Linked DNA regions of Mus musculus: region 1 is linked to region 2. The links are chromatin contacts, called in public promoter capture Hi-C maps. All regions are on one chromosome and are shown on one strand. The core of a region is the stretch at or near the end of the contact, and the rest is flanking DNA. Distances in the headings are between cores, read along the strand shown.

Region 1 (6,410 bases), core at 939-3,438, 490 kb before region 2:
CTAGGGTATGTTGGCACACACCTAATACCAGCACTTGGGAGCAGAGGCAGGTGTATCTAGGTCAGTTCAAGGCTAGCCTGGTCTACACAGAAAGTTTAAGGCTAGCCCAGGTTTTACAGTAAGACCCTGTTTTGTTTTGTTGTTAAGAATAAAAACAGGTGGGCTAGAGAGATGGCTCAGCAGTTAAGAGCACTGACTGCTCTTCCAGAGATCCTGAGTTCAAATCCCAGCAACCACATGGTGGCTCACAACCATCCCTAATGAGATCTGAAGCCCTCTTCTGGAGTGTCTGAAGACAGCTACAGTGTACTTACATATAATAAATAAATCTTTAATTAAAAAATAAAAACAGGAGGGAGAGAGAAGGATCCACCCAGGCATCCAGGACCTTACCATGGCGTGGTAATTGCGATAGAAAGACATGGTCAGGAGGCGGTTGAGGTAATTTTCCAAGTATTTCTGAAGGGAGACGGAAAAGAAACAGATGTAGCCAGAACCTTTTGCATACTGCACACCTTGCTACAGGACCTGCTGCATACCTGTTTGCTGGCTGTGTGTCTGGCAGAGCCCTCAGAACCTCCTCGGGGTAGGGAGGGTATATCCTCGGCGGCTGCCTCTCGGGCTGGAGAATGGGTCACAGCAAAGCTACAGAGATGAGAGAAGACTCAAGAAGGAGCTGGAGACGGGGCCTTGGAGGAAGAAAGGCTAGCAGAAGAAAGAAAGAAAGAAGAAAGGCAGAAGAAAGAAAGGGTCTCTGTCCTGGGAATGGAGACAACTGGGAGGAGGGGGTTGCTAAGGACAATTCTGGGCATCCAGCCTGGCTAAAATATTGGCACAGTACTATGGAGGAGATCCAAGCAGGGAAAGTTTCCTGGGAACCAGGGACAAGGGAGGGGGCACGGCACAGAGCTGAGGAAGGAAAATGCCCAGGGGATAAGAGTCAGACAGACAGGAGTGAGTGAGGCTGCCATGGGGTGAGAAGTACCTGCCTTTCACGGGAAGCAACCGAGTTCTACTCACCGAGCCAAAGGGAGCAGACTCATCAAGACTTTGTGTCTCTGGAGGTCCCGATGCAGCTCCTGAAAGTGTCGGAACTTCTTCTTGGTTGTCCAGGTAAAGTCACCATGCGTCAAGCGAACAGAATATAGAGTACAGGTTCCCACCTGGGGATATGAAAATCTAAAATATGTCTTCTGGCCCAACCCAGGCCTCCACTTGGGCCAGGACTCCCTCTCTCGCCTTCCCTGGTATCCGCTGGTGACTGACCTTGGATCCGCTGGTGTATCTTTCGGTGCCCACCACCTGGGCTATAACAGGGACCCCAGGGGCGAACACCAAGGGGTGTGCTTTCAGAGGCTGAAGGTCATAGATGGCCAGATAGGGATGCATTCGATCAGCTGGGAGGGGAAAAAAGCAAAACAAAAACAAAACAACCCAAGGGTGTAAAGATCTCAGGAGGCCTCAGATCCCTATCTCCCCTCTCTGGGAGCCATCTCCCTCTATACCTGGATCCTCTCCTTCCCTCAGAGTGTCAACCTCATCTGGCTCCATGTGCAACTGGCTGGAGTTCAGATAGTCCCCATAGGGAAAGAGGTTCTTCTGGGTTACAGTCATCCTAGGAATATGAGGAAGCCTCAGGAAGGGACTCGCCCTACAGAAACACCCCTTCCCCATCCAACGCCCCCGGTCGGTCCTCTCCCGTCTTACTCAGTGACTCTCAACGTCTAGGGTTGTAGACCGACGCCCCTCTAACACCCACCCCTGCAACCTCCATTCCCTCCCCCAGCCTTCAACCAGAGCCTCTCAGCCCCGCTTCTCATTCCAAATTCAGGTCCAAAAAAGCACCTAGCTAAGGTGGGATGGCCTCGAACTGGGGCGAGGTTAAGTCCAAGGGAGGAGCCCTGGTGACAGCGAGGCTCGAAGTCAGGTCAGACTGGCTGGAAGCAAGGGTCCGGGCGGGAATGAGGAAGTTGCGCGCTCCCCGCCCAGGAGAGAGATCCCGAAATCTGGACGAGCGGCTGAGTCAGAAGGCCGTTGCAGCTCCAGCCCGACAGCGTCCCCGCCCGGTTCCCGGGGCTCCGGACCTCAGCCGCGCCACGTCCCGGGCCCCCGCACCCTGGATGCGGACCCCGGCGCCCGTGCGGGTTCGCAAGCAGGCAGAACTCAGCCAGGAGCCTACACCCCAGAGGGCCGGGGCGGGGCCGGGGTTCAGAGCCTGCCCTCGGGGGGCGGGAAGGCCCCCAGGGCTCACCTCCACGACTGTCGCGTCGACTGGGTCCCGCCCCCGCCGTCCTCTGCCCGCCCTGCGTTAGAGACGCCCGGGCCCGGGCCGCCCACTCCGGAGGCCGCCCACTCCCCAGGGCTGTCTTCTTCCTCCAGCTGCCCTCGGGGCACCTGCTGGCTATGTCCAGCACCCCCCAGTGTGCGATCCACGTAGTGCACATTCCTCTACTGCGCGCGCGCGCGCGCGCGGCCATTGGGTAGTCTGGTCCCCAGCACTGCCTGGAATCCGGGCAGAACGGCCTGGGTTGCGAGGACCTGCAGATGTCCCCTTGGTGGGCCCGGTACAGATAGCCTTTGTTGATGGAAGGTAATAAGAGCATAAAAAGCCGAGTGACTGCCAAGTTCGTTGCTGTATGAGAAATCGCATTCTTCATTCTTGAAACGCTCTTTTAACGCAGGAGTGATTAGCCCGACACTGAGCGACAATAACAGACCAATTTCGGAACCTGGAACCTAATCGCCTGTAAATTTCAGTCTGGAAAAAACTTTTTTTCCCCAGATCCTAAAGGCTGTCCTTTTTTTCCCTTCCAAATTTCCGCTGAATCATCATTTGAATTGTTTTAGGTTTTGTTCACTGGAAATGAACCTCCAATAAACATTTATGTGCCAGTCATTTTTGTGGACTTATTATTTTAATTCCTCTTCTGTAAACAACTAGAGTGGAACTACTGGGTCATATAAGTGTATGTTTAACTTACTGTTTGCTGTCGAGGTCTGGGCTTGGCAGTTTGTAGCTCAGCAGCACAGAGAATTGGAGAGAGTATTGTGAAGCTTGGGCATTGAGACCAGCTGAGGCTACACAGCAAAACACTGCTGAAAAAACAAACCCCGGGGCTGGAGAGATGGCTCTGTGCATGAGCTGAGGACCTGAGTCTGATTCCTAGCACCCACATGGCTGCTCACCAAGCAGTCCCCAGGGGATCTGATGTTCTCTTCTTGCCTCTGTGGCCACTGCACACACAAAACATTTATACACACAAAGCCAAAATAGAGAAAACAATTAAATACAAAAACTTTCCAAAATGGCTCTTCTATTTTATATTTCTAAAAACCAGTGTATGGTACTTCTGTTGTAGCTGCTCCATAGCACGGTGCACATTCAATTCCATAGATCCTTCCTGTTATCCATTAGAGTGGTCTGAAAGGTTTACCACTGCAGTCTTAATTGTACATCTCTGAATATTAACAGCGTTAACTGTATTTCCTATTGTCTTAGTTAGGGTTTTACTGCTGTGAACAGACACCATGAAAGGCAACCCTCATAAGGACAACATTTAATTGGGGCTGGCTTACAGGTTCTGAGGTTCATTATCATCAAGGCCGGATCATGGCAGCATCCCAGGCAGGCATGGTACAGGAGGAGCTGAGAGTTCTACATCTTCATCTGAAGGCTGCTAGCAGAATACTGGCTTCCAGGCAGCTAGGATGAGGGTCTTATAGCCCACACCCACAGTGACACACCTACTCCAACAGGGCCACACCTTCTAATAGTGACACTCCCAGGGCTGAGGATATACAAACCATTACACATATGCTTAAGTATCTTGATAAAGTATCTGTTCATCTTTTCCTAATTAAAAACCTTAATACATATGTGCATATCTATATATTAGATAGGATACCTCTATGTCAGTGGTTTTTCAGCCTGCAGATATCCTGCATATCAGATATTTACATTACAATTCATAACAGTAGCAAAATTACAGTTATAAAATATCAATGAAAATACTTTTATGGTTGGGGCTCACTACAACATGAGGAATTGTATTAAAGGGTCACAGCATTAGGAAGGTTGAGATCCACTGCCCTATGTAGTCCTGGCTGGTCTTGAAATCACTATATATAGATAAGGCTGGTCTCAAACTCACAAGAGATCTGCTGTCTTTTCCTCTAGACCCTACATACACACACAAAGTATTTTTTTAAGTTAAAAAAAAAATCCAGTTGGGCAGTAGTCATTCATGCCTTCAATCTCAGTATTTGGGAGGCAAAAGCAGGTGGATTTTTTTTTCTTTTTTGTTTTGTTTTGTTTCCTTTGTATGTGCATGAGTACTTTGCCTGCATGTGTGTATGTGTGCCATGTGCATGCCTAATACCTGTGGAGGCAAGAGGACAGTGTGACCCTGGGACCAGACTACTTACAGTTGTGAGCTGTTATGTGGATGCTGGAGATCGAACCTAAGTCCTTTACAAGAGCAGCCAGTGTTCGTCACTACTGAGCCACCTCTCCAGCCCCTCAGGTGGATTTCCATGAGTTCAAGACCAGCCTGGTCTACAGAGCGAGTTGCAGGACAGCCAAGTTTACATAGACCCTGTCTTGACCCCTCTCCCCTAAAATATAAGCATATGTACAGAAAAATGTATACTCAGATGCTCAGAGCAGCATTATTGCTAACAAGCAGAAAGTGGAAAGGAGCCGGATGGTAGCAGTGCATACCTTTAATGTCAGCATCAAGAGGCAGAGGCAGAGACACAGATTTCTGAGTTCAAGGCCAGTCTAGTCTACAGAGTGAGTTCTAGGACAGCCTGGGCTACACTGAAAACCTTATCTTGAAAAAGCCAAAAAGAAAGTGGGAAGGAGACAAAGGGACACGCTGATGAAGATATAGCCGTGCCCTGGACTATTCGGCCATAAAGAGAAGCTATGTATTGATGCATACACTCCTCACAGGAAGGAACTTTGAAAACATCGAGCTAAGTGAGATAGACAAAAAGCCACGCTGTAAGACTCCACAGCATGGTCATTACTTTTCTCCTTGCTGTGACCAAATACAGGCATAAAGCAATTTACTGGAGATATGTATGTATGTATGTGTGTATGTATGTATGTATGCATGTAGTTAGTTAGTTAGTTAGTTAGTTAGTTAGTGGCTCCTGGTTTAAGGGAACACAGCCCACCACAGGCAGAAAGGTGCAATGGTGGACTACTTGCTCATCGGGGGAGACAGAGAACAGAAAGGTGAGTATTGGTACTAAGATGGTTTCCCATGGTTCCCCTTTTCCTCACCGCAGGACTCCAGTGCATGGGATGATACCATCCACATTCAGCTCAGGTCTTTCTTCTTCAGATCCGTGTCCCTGGACAGCAGAGTTGGGAGTTACACTTGTATTCTCAGCTTAGACCACTGGAGATCATTAGGAGTTTGAGGCCAGCCTGGGCTACAAAGTGAGGTCCTAGCTTTAAAACAAACAAGCAAACAAACCTCCTCTCTGAAAACATTCTCACAGGATTGCCCAAAGTATGCTTATTCATGCCTTAGGTGTTGTTGTTGTTGTTGTTGTTGTTGTTGTTGTTGTTGTTGTTGTTTAGAGGCTGGCCTACAGCTTGCTCTGTAAATCAAGCCGGCCTGGAATTCAGAGATCCACCAGCCATTGTCTCCTGAGTGTCGGGATTAAAGTTGCATGCCACCACAGCAAGCTCAGGTAAGTGTTTTTTTTTTTTTTTCATTTTACCTGTATGTGTGTATGTTATGAATGTATGTATATACACCATGTGCATGCAGGAACCCAAGGAGGTGGGTCAGAAGAGGGCCTCAGTTGCTCTGGAATTGGAAGTACAGGGGATTGAGAACTGCTCTGAGTGCTAGAAACTGAACCTAGGCCTTCTGTAGAAACAGTAAGTGCTTCCAACTGCCGAACCATCTCTTCAGCCCCACTCAGGGTGGTTCTTAATCTAATCAAGTTGGCAATCAAATTATCCATCACTGCTCTAAGCCCTGATCTGAGCAAATCACAAGGAGAAGTATTTGGGGGTGGGAGGGTTGGGCAGAGAAAAGGTAGAAGGGACGGACCGGCTTTTCCTGTATTTTGTCTTAGATGTTGCTTCAAAATATAGCAAATAAGTATCTTATCAATATAGATTAATCTAAAGAAAGAAAGAAAACAAAAACAAAAAACAAGAAAGACTAACCAGCACACTATGGACTGCTCAGGATAAAGAAAGTCCACAGAGAGACAGGAAGTAGATTAGTGCCTGTCAGGGCTCGGGAGAAGGAGGGTTGAGGAATGATTTCTAATGAGTACAAGGGTTTCTTGAGGGTAATGGAAAATCTAAAATTAGTGGTGATGGTTATATAACCGTGTGAATATAGCAAAAACCACCATGGAATTCTGTCTTAAAAGGGTGA
Region 2 (6,745 bases), core at 3,376-5,875:
AGGGCTGCCTGTTGTAGGTGCCAGGAACCCAACTTGGGACCTCTGGAAGAGCAATACACTTTCTTAACTGATTAGCTGTTTCTCTAGCCCATTTAAATATCATCAAAATGATCCACATACAGCAACTATTACTTCAAAGTAAGTGATTTGTATCATATACTGAAGACAATCTCCTTGTCAAGAGGCCCCAATGGGCAGCGTCACCAGCACAAGCCCACGGCAGCCCCATCAGGCAGGCAAGAGGAAGGGAGACCGCTGGAGACCGCTGGCTGCCTGTGGACAGGGGGAATAGTTCCCTCAACCTGAAGTGACAAATGTTTTTGACCGTGTCTTTTCACATTTCCATGTTGAGTTTTCCTCTTGAGACTTCATAGTTTTTCATAGTCCTGATATTAATTACTTGTTATAAATGCTTCAACTATTTCATCCAAGTCTGGCCTAGTGCTTGTTTCTAATTTTAGATGTCAGATTTGCCAATCTCTTCTGTAGAGGAAAAATATTATTTTCCTGCAGTGTATTTGTAAAAATATATACATATTATGTCATTTATATATATACATGTATATATACATATGACTATATATTGTATTTTCATGTTATTTATGAGCAAACATTTTGCCCTGTTTTGTTAGTAATTCATGTCTATAAGTTATCTGTAATTGCCCTCATTCCCACCCTTGGTTATACTAATATAACTTTGCATTCATGTGTCTGTGATCCTGAGCTGGGTATTCACTGCGTTTATTCAGTGTACAAAGCAGTTTCTGTTCGTTGTGATGAGTGTCGCAGGCCAGTGTGTTCCATTCCAAGTCTCTGATGCACTCAGCACAGGGGGGCTGCAGTTCCCTGGTGGTTGGTCCTGCCCCCAGCAGACAGAGGTCAAAAATCCTCCCATCTTCCAACTGAGACTTTAGGACAGAATAACTAGCTCACGTTGCTGTATCTGTCCACGGCGAAGCCAGGCTGCCAGCAGGCTGTGCTACCCAAAGTTCATTCTGTTTTCACAGCTCGGCTGCTGACCCGAAGCCTTCCTAACATGAGCCAACCCACACCTGCTTCCTAATCCCAATGACCAGACAGCTCATGAACTTTTATTTCTCTTCCTTTTACTCTAAAAAAAACAAGCTGACAGAAGAGAACTGCGCGCTGGGTTTCAATACGCACCCCTACCACCACCAGGCATCATACACCATTTCTCAAACACCATTCTTTACCGGTCCTTTAAAAATCCTACATGAGAGTTCCTGGAGATGGGGAGACCCTTAGGTAGGCTCTACCAGTTCTAAACCTCAGCAGCTCAAGGAATTAAGGATATAAATGAGGGGAAGGAAGGTTCCTAATTAGCCTTATCCAACTTTGTCTCACAGACCCAGCGGTAGGGCCTCCTGCAGACGTCGTCATTCCAGCGGCCATCCGTCGTGAAGTGGGCACAGTCCTCGCCTCCTCCAAGCCCATGTCCGTACCAGTTATCTGGCTGCTCTGGTCTCCAATTCCTAGAGACAGAAGATGGCTGTGAGCCCCGGGAGATCAGACTCTCAGTCATGTCGCCAGCCTTGAGACCCCCGGCCCAGGATGACACCAGCTACCCTGCCCGCAGACCCACACTCACTGGAAGCCTGTCTCGTAGTCTGTTCCATCCACCCATTTCCAGGGCCCGTTCTGGTCAGTTAGGCCAATCCAAGTGTTTAAGGGGCCCATGTGGCGCTGGAGGAAGTTCTGAGGAAAGAAGCAGACTTAGTGACCTCTCCTTTCCACCATCTAGCATCCCAGAAGAACCCAGCTCAGCGTGGCCTCACCTGCTCATCCCTGGAGGTCACCACCACCAGATGGGCATTTTCCAGCTGGCAGTACTTGTCAGCTTCAGTCCAAGGCCTCACAGAGCTGGAGAACCAGTAGCAGCTGCCTTCATACTCCACCCAGTTGATGGGGCAGCAGGTCCTTTCAGAGCCTGAGGTGAGGGAATGCAGGGTGAAGGGCTGAGCTGCTGCCAGGGTGGGGTGCTCAAGAAAGTGGGACTAGTACCCCCATCCCTCACCATTGCCCCGAAATGCAGCCATCTGGCAGCTCAAGCTTCGCACGTCAGACACTAACTGCTTCACGTGCAGTAGCAAACTGGAGTGATCTGGGGGCCGGGGGGATGGGGATGGGGGGGAGTGGCAGAGGACAGGAGGAGGCAGAGAGAAGAGGGGAGGAAGAAGGAAGAAATGAGGTGAGTGTGAACACTGGAGAACAACCAATCATCACAGGCTCCCTAGCCAAAACTTTGATCTAGGCTGCGAGATTTGGCCCCATGTCAGACCCCTCCCCCCACCTGACCTCCCCCTCCTCTCTCTCTCTCACCCTCACCCTCTCCCTTCCCTCTTTCTCCCCCTAACCTCTTACCCTTTGCCCCTCATTCCCTCTTCCTCCCCCCTCTCCCCTCCTTCCCTTCCCCCCTCACCCTCCCCTTCCCCTCCCCTCCCCCTTCCCTCCCCCCCCCCCGCCCCATCCTCACCTTCAGTCAGATCCTTCTGCTGTTTTTCCAGCTTCGACTCCACTAACTTCATCTTTCTTCCCACACTACTTCCTAGAGGATAAACTTGTTCAAAGTCCTGACAACCCCACCACCCCTCACCCAGACCCAGGCCCCAGACCCAGTCCCCCTCACCCTGGGTGCTCAGGGCCTTGACCTGGTCCTCAGTGCTCACAGTGAGGTTGCTGAAATTCTGCCTTAGAGCCAGCAGATCTTCCCGGAGTTGGGAATCTAAGCAAGAGAGGATGTGGGTAGAGAAAAATAAGTTGTCTGTGTCCACCAACCACCGCACCCACCGCTTGCTCACACACACCCGAAGTTGCCCCCTTTCTCTGCCCAGCCCTGGCCACCCACTTTGGGATGTGATCACACAGACAACCACCAGCAACAGAATGCTGAGGCTCGAGGAGAGCAGGAGGAGGCGGGATCCAGAGCAGAGTCGCTGCAAGAGCCGTGGAGTGGGAGGCGGCCCTGCAAGAGAGCGTATCAAGAGTTCACTACCTGGGCCAACCTAAATCCCGAGGTATTAGGAAGAGCGCAAACTAAGCTCTCCAGTAGACTAAGAGGGGCCGTATAGATTAAGAAATGTGGGCCGTGGACAACCCTGCAGGACCTAAAGATAGGGAAGAAAGGGGGTTATCAGAAGTGCAAAGCTTTGACCTGCCCTAGCATTCCCGAAGCCCTGGACCTCTGCTGCCACCCTGTGGCATAATATTGTCATTACAGACGATGAACCACGCCTGGGGAGTCATTGCTCCACCAAAGTGTGGGAAGGGTGGGTTTCCTCCTCTTTCCGTGAATCCTGTGCGTCTTTGGTTGCATGCAAGGAGAAAAGGTGAGCCTCTCCCACCAAGGGAGAAAATGACACTCAGTCCTGTCGGTTGGCCTGCGGGCTTTCCCTCCTGCCCCCCCCCCCCCGCCCCGTTTCCCCTCCTGTGCTCCTTCCTGCATAAAAGCACACTGCCCACCTGGGATACCTCAAGAGCTCTGTATTTGTTTGTACAGGCACACGACAGTCCCTGCTCAGAGGACAAAGTAGGGAGAGCAGATGCTTCATCTTTCATCCGTGCTGAGACCCTCAGCCCCCTCTCCAAGGGTCCCTTAAGTCAAACTGATCCTGATCACCTCCCATCCCCACCTCCACCTCCACATACACACTGTTGAAACTGAAGAAGAAAGGGACCTAACTTCAGACGGGGCTGACAATAAGCTCATGCCCCCGACCTTCAGTAGGCCCCACACCTTGGAGCCACCCTCTGCCTGGGGTCTTGAGAAATGGGTAACATTGGGAGGAAGCTTGGACATCTGTCACTGAGGATGCCAACACTATGCCCTGTACCCTATGTCCCAGCAAGAGTGATGCAGCCACTGTTTTCTGAGTGTATGGAACAGAGCTAGGGATCTCCACAGGACACAGGAGCTGAGTCGGAGGGACAGAGCCACTGATGTTCTCCTCCAGAGGGGAGAACCCCTCGCCTCTCTGAAAGGGAGCACCTCTCACCTCTCCGGAGTTGATGATGGTCATTATCATTGTCCAGGTGCTGGAAATCTTGATAATCCTTTGTCATGATGGCACTGGATCCGGACCTAGGACAGCCAAATTTAGAGCCTTTAGAGCTGAGGCCGAGGCTAACAGACTCAGAGCTGGATGAAGTCCAGTTCCCTTTTACATCTGACTAGGTGGACATACTTTCTGTCTCCCCTAACCCTATCTGCTCCCAAGCCTGACATCCAAAAATCTATCCTCTAGCTGGACATGATGACACATGCTTTTAATCCCAGTATTCAGGAAGCAGAGTCTGGTGGATCTCTGTAGGTTCGAGGCCAGCCTGGTCTACAGAGTGCATTCCAGACTAACCAAGGCTACATTCTGTCTAAGAAAAATCTCTCCTCTCCCATTCACACACACTGCGCATGTGAACCCATACAGCCACTCTCTCTTGGCTGTCACCCATCCCTTCTCCTCCTGCTGTACTTACTGAAGGTCCCTCAGCACCACGAAGAGCCCAGGCTAAGGAGGGGGCTGAAGCCTGAAGAACCAGGTGAAGAGCCCTGGGCAATGGGAGGGGAGGGGACAGGGTCCATCCAGGGCCCATGTGTGTCCGAGCACGCTGAACCTGGCATCACCAACACCGGGACTTTGAACCATAAACAGAGGTAGGAGTAGACTTGGAACTGGGGAGGTATAGGGGAGGAAAGAAGGCATGGGTGACCTCTATTCTATTTCTCAGAAAAGGGGAGTCTACACACACACACACACACACACACACAGAGGCACACACATCTACGCATGCACTTCCGCATGTTCAATACTTGTTACCTTTTTGTGGGTGAGACAGGCCTTAAAAGGCTAGGGAACAGTTTGCTGCTTGCCCTCAGAGCCCTCCCCCTTTCGGTCCTGAATTTCCCAGAATTGTCCGTATCTCCAAATATCCCTGACCAGGATCAGAGGCACCAACTGATTCCCCGCTCTTGCCCAATCCTGCCCTGTGACCTCAGTGTTATAATTGCAAGCTGTAGATTCCTGGGGTCTCAGCTCCAGGCTCCTCAGCCCTAACCTGACTGACTCACTCTATGGTAGTCCTCCAAGCAGCGCAGTGGTAACAGGAGGAGCAGCTCCCCTCTAGGATCAGGGCCAAGAAATCACTGATTCTACCATATGCCCCAGGACTTCAACCTTTCTCATCCCCAGAGAACAACCCATTCTGCAGGCAAGAAAGCTGAGGCTCTGGAAGACAAGGGCTTCTCAAAGCCATACTACACAGAAGAGCACAGACTAACACCCGGGCAGCCCAACTCAGTGACCTGTGTGCTGCCTCCAGCACCTCACTCAGAATGGGATCCTTAGCTGTCCCACGCACCAGGTCCCCAAATCCCCAGAGAGGCTTAAACATGGCCCCTCATGGTCCTGAGAGCTTCAGAGAGGCCTGTCAGAACTCAGGCTTGGGACAAGAGCAATATTCAACATATAATCCTCCTCCTGTTAGGCTCCACAGTGAGGAGTGGCCTCTGTGGCCGTCTAGAGCCTGTGAGCTATTCAGGAAGGTGCCGCTTACATAAATCCAACTACTCTGTGCGTCCTTGCTTGTCTGTGTCCTAAAAATCCGCATGTTTACATGAACCGGGCTTGCTGCCAGCGATTTTGGTGAAAATTGGGCCATTAATTTAACACTCTCTGATTTTGCCACTTACAATCTAGTTTATTCTGGCAAGCAAACAGATACAGATCCAGTCTGAATAGTAGCTCTACTCATAGAGGTAGGGACTAGCAGGGGGCACCGAGCCTCTTGCTCTCTCAGTGCTAGAGAGACCTCAGCCCTAGCTTGTAAAACTGGAAAATGCTGTAAACTCAGGATTTTTGCATCTTTCTATTTGCATATTGTCCTGGAAGAAGGCATTTTGAAATACAGTTCATACCTGAGAGCCATGCCCTAAGCTCATGGATCAGAGAGCAGTACTGGACTAATGTTAACACACATGCTTGAATAAATGTTAAGTGTGGATTGTGGATGTATGAATGAGTGTGTGTGTAGTTTTTCATCCCTTTTCAATAGATTTCTATTTAGAGAGATACATTTTATAATATATATTATACATATACTATGTATAAGTATAATATATAACATATAACATAGTATATATACATATGTATATATATATCCCATTGGATATGTGTACCAGTCATTTACCACAAAGTAAGTACCCCACAACTTAGCAACTTAAACAATAAACACAGACCATCTCCACTGTAAAGGTTAAAGTGCGGCTTCGACCATTGGTTCTGACTCAGAATAATCTCTCCTGAGGACACAACCATGATCTCAGTCAGTGCTGTGTTTGTTGAAAGACTGGACTAAGGCTGGAAAATCAACTGCCAAAGTGACTCACTCATAGGACAGGCAAGTTACTGTGGGTTGCTGCTTAGACTCCTCTGTTCCTCACCACACAGGCCTGTCCACGAGGCTGCTTGAATGTCCTCCTGACATGACGGCAGTGGGCTTAGCACCACACAGCCCATCATTTCCATGCCGTCCTCTGGTCTCCCAGGTCAGCCCTCCTTATCATGGAAAAGAACCACACACAATGTAAGTCCCAGGAGGCGAGAAGCCCTGGGACCTTCGAGGGGCAAGTAATCCCATATCACGGGCTCAGAGATCTCTTACGGATAGAACTACATAATCAACATATTTAGAGACTGTGTGGCTATATTCCAGGGCCATGAAGAGTTGCAAG

Evidence for each region. Promoter capture Hi-C pulls out the DNA fragments that hold promoters and counts their contacts.
Region 1: a promoter capture Hi-C map of liver shows a contact between it and region 2, with 2.2 times the contacts expected there. The contact joins the promoter of Pld2 here to the promoter of Asgr1 in region 2. A contact is called at or near these places in 6 of 39 promoter capture datasets (the 3T3-L1 cell line, cranial neural crest, hippocampal neurons and 2 more) and 1 of 484 Hi-C or Micro-C datasets (liver).

Annotation. Positions count from the first base shown.
Region 1 is chr11:70,536,050-70,542,459 of GRCm38.p6, reverse strand. It overlaps Pld2 (phospholipase D2), which reads right to left and starts at 2,188. Exons shown (of 25, transcript NM_008876.3): 1 at 1,846-2,188; 2 at 1,506-1,615; 3 at 1,267-1,397; 4 at 1,021-1,163; 5 at 540-645; 6 at 394-459. The coding sequence starts at 1,614. It also overlaps a transcript of Gm40193 not described here.
Region 2 is chr11:70,052,235-70,058,979 of GRCm38.p6, reverse strand. It overlaps Asgr1 (asialoglycoprotein receptor 1), which reads right to left and starts at 4,625. Exons shown (of 9, transcript NM_009714.3): 1 at 4,492-4,625; 2 at 4,014-4,099; 3 at 2,867-2,983; 4 at 2,648-2,743; 5 at 2,495-2,566; 6 at 2,036-2,122; 7 at 1,797-1,948; 8 at 1,610-1,716; 9 at 1,085-1,493. The coding sequence starts at 4,080. The coding sequence ends at 1,337.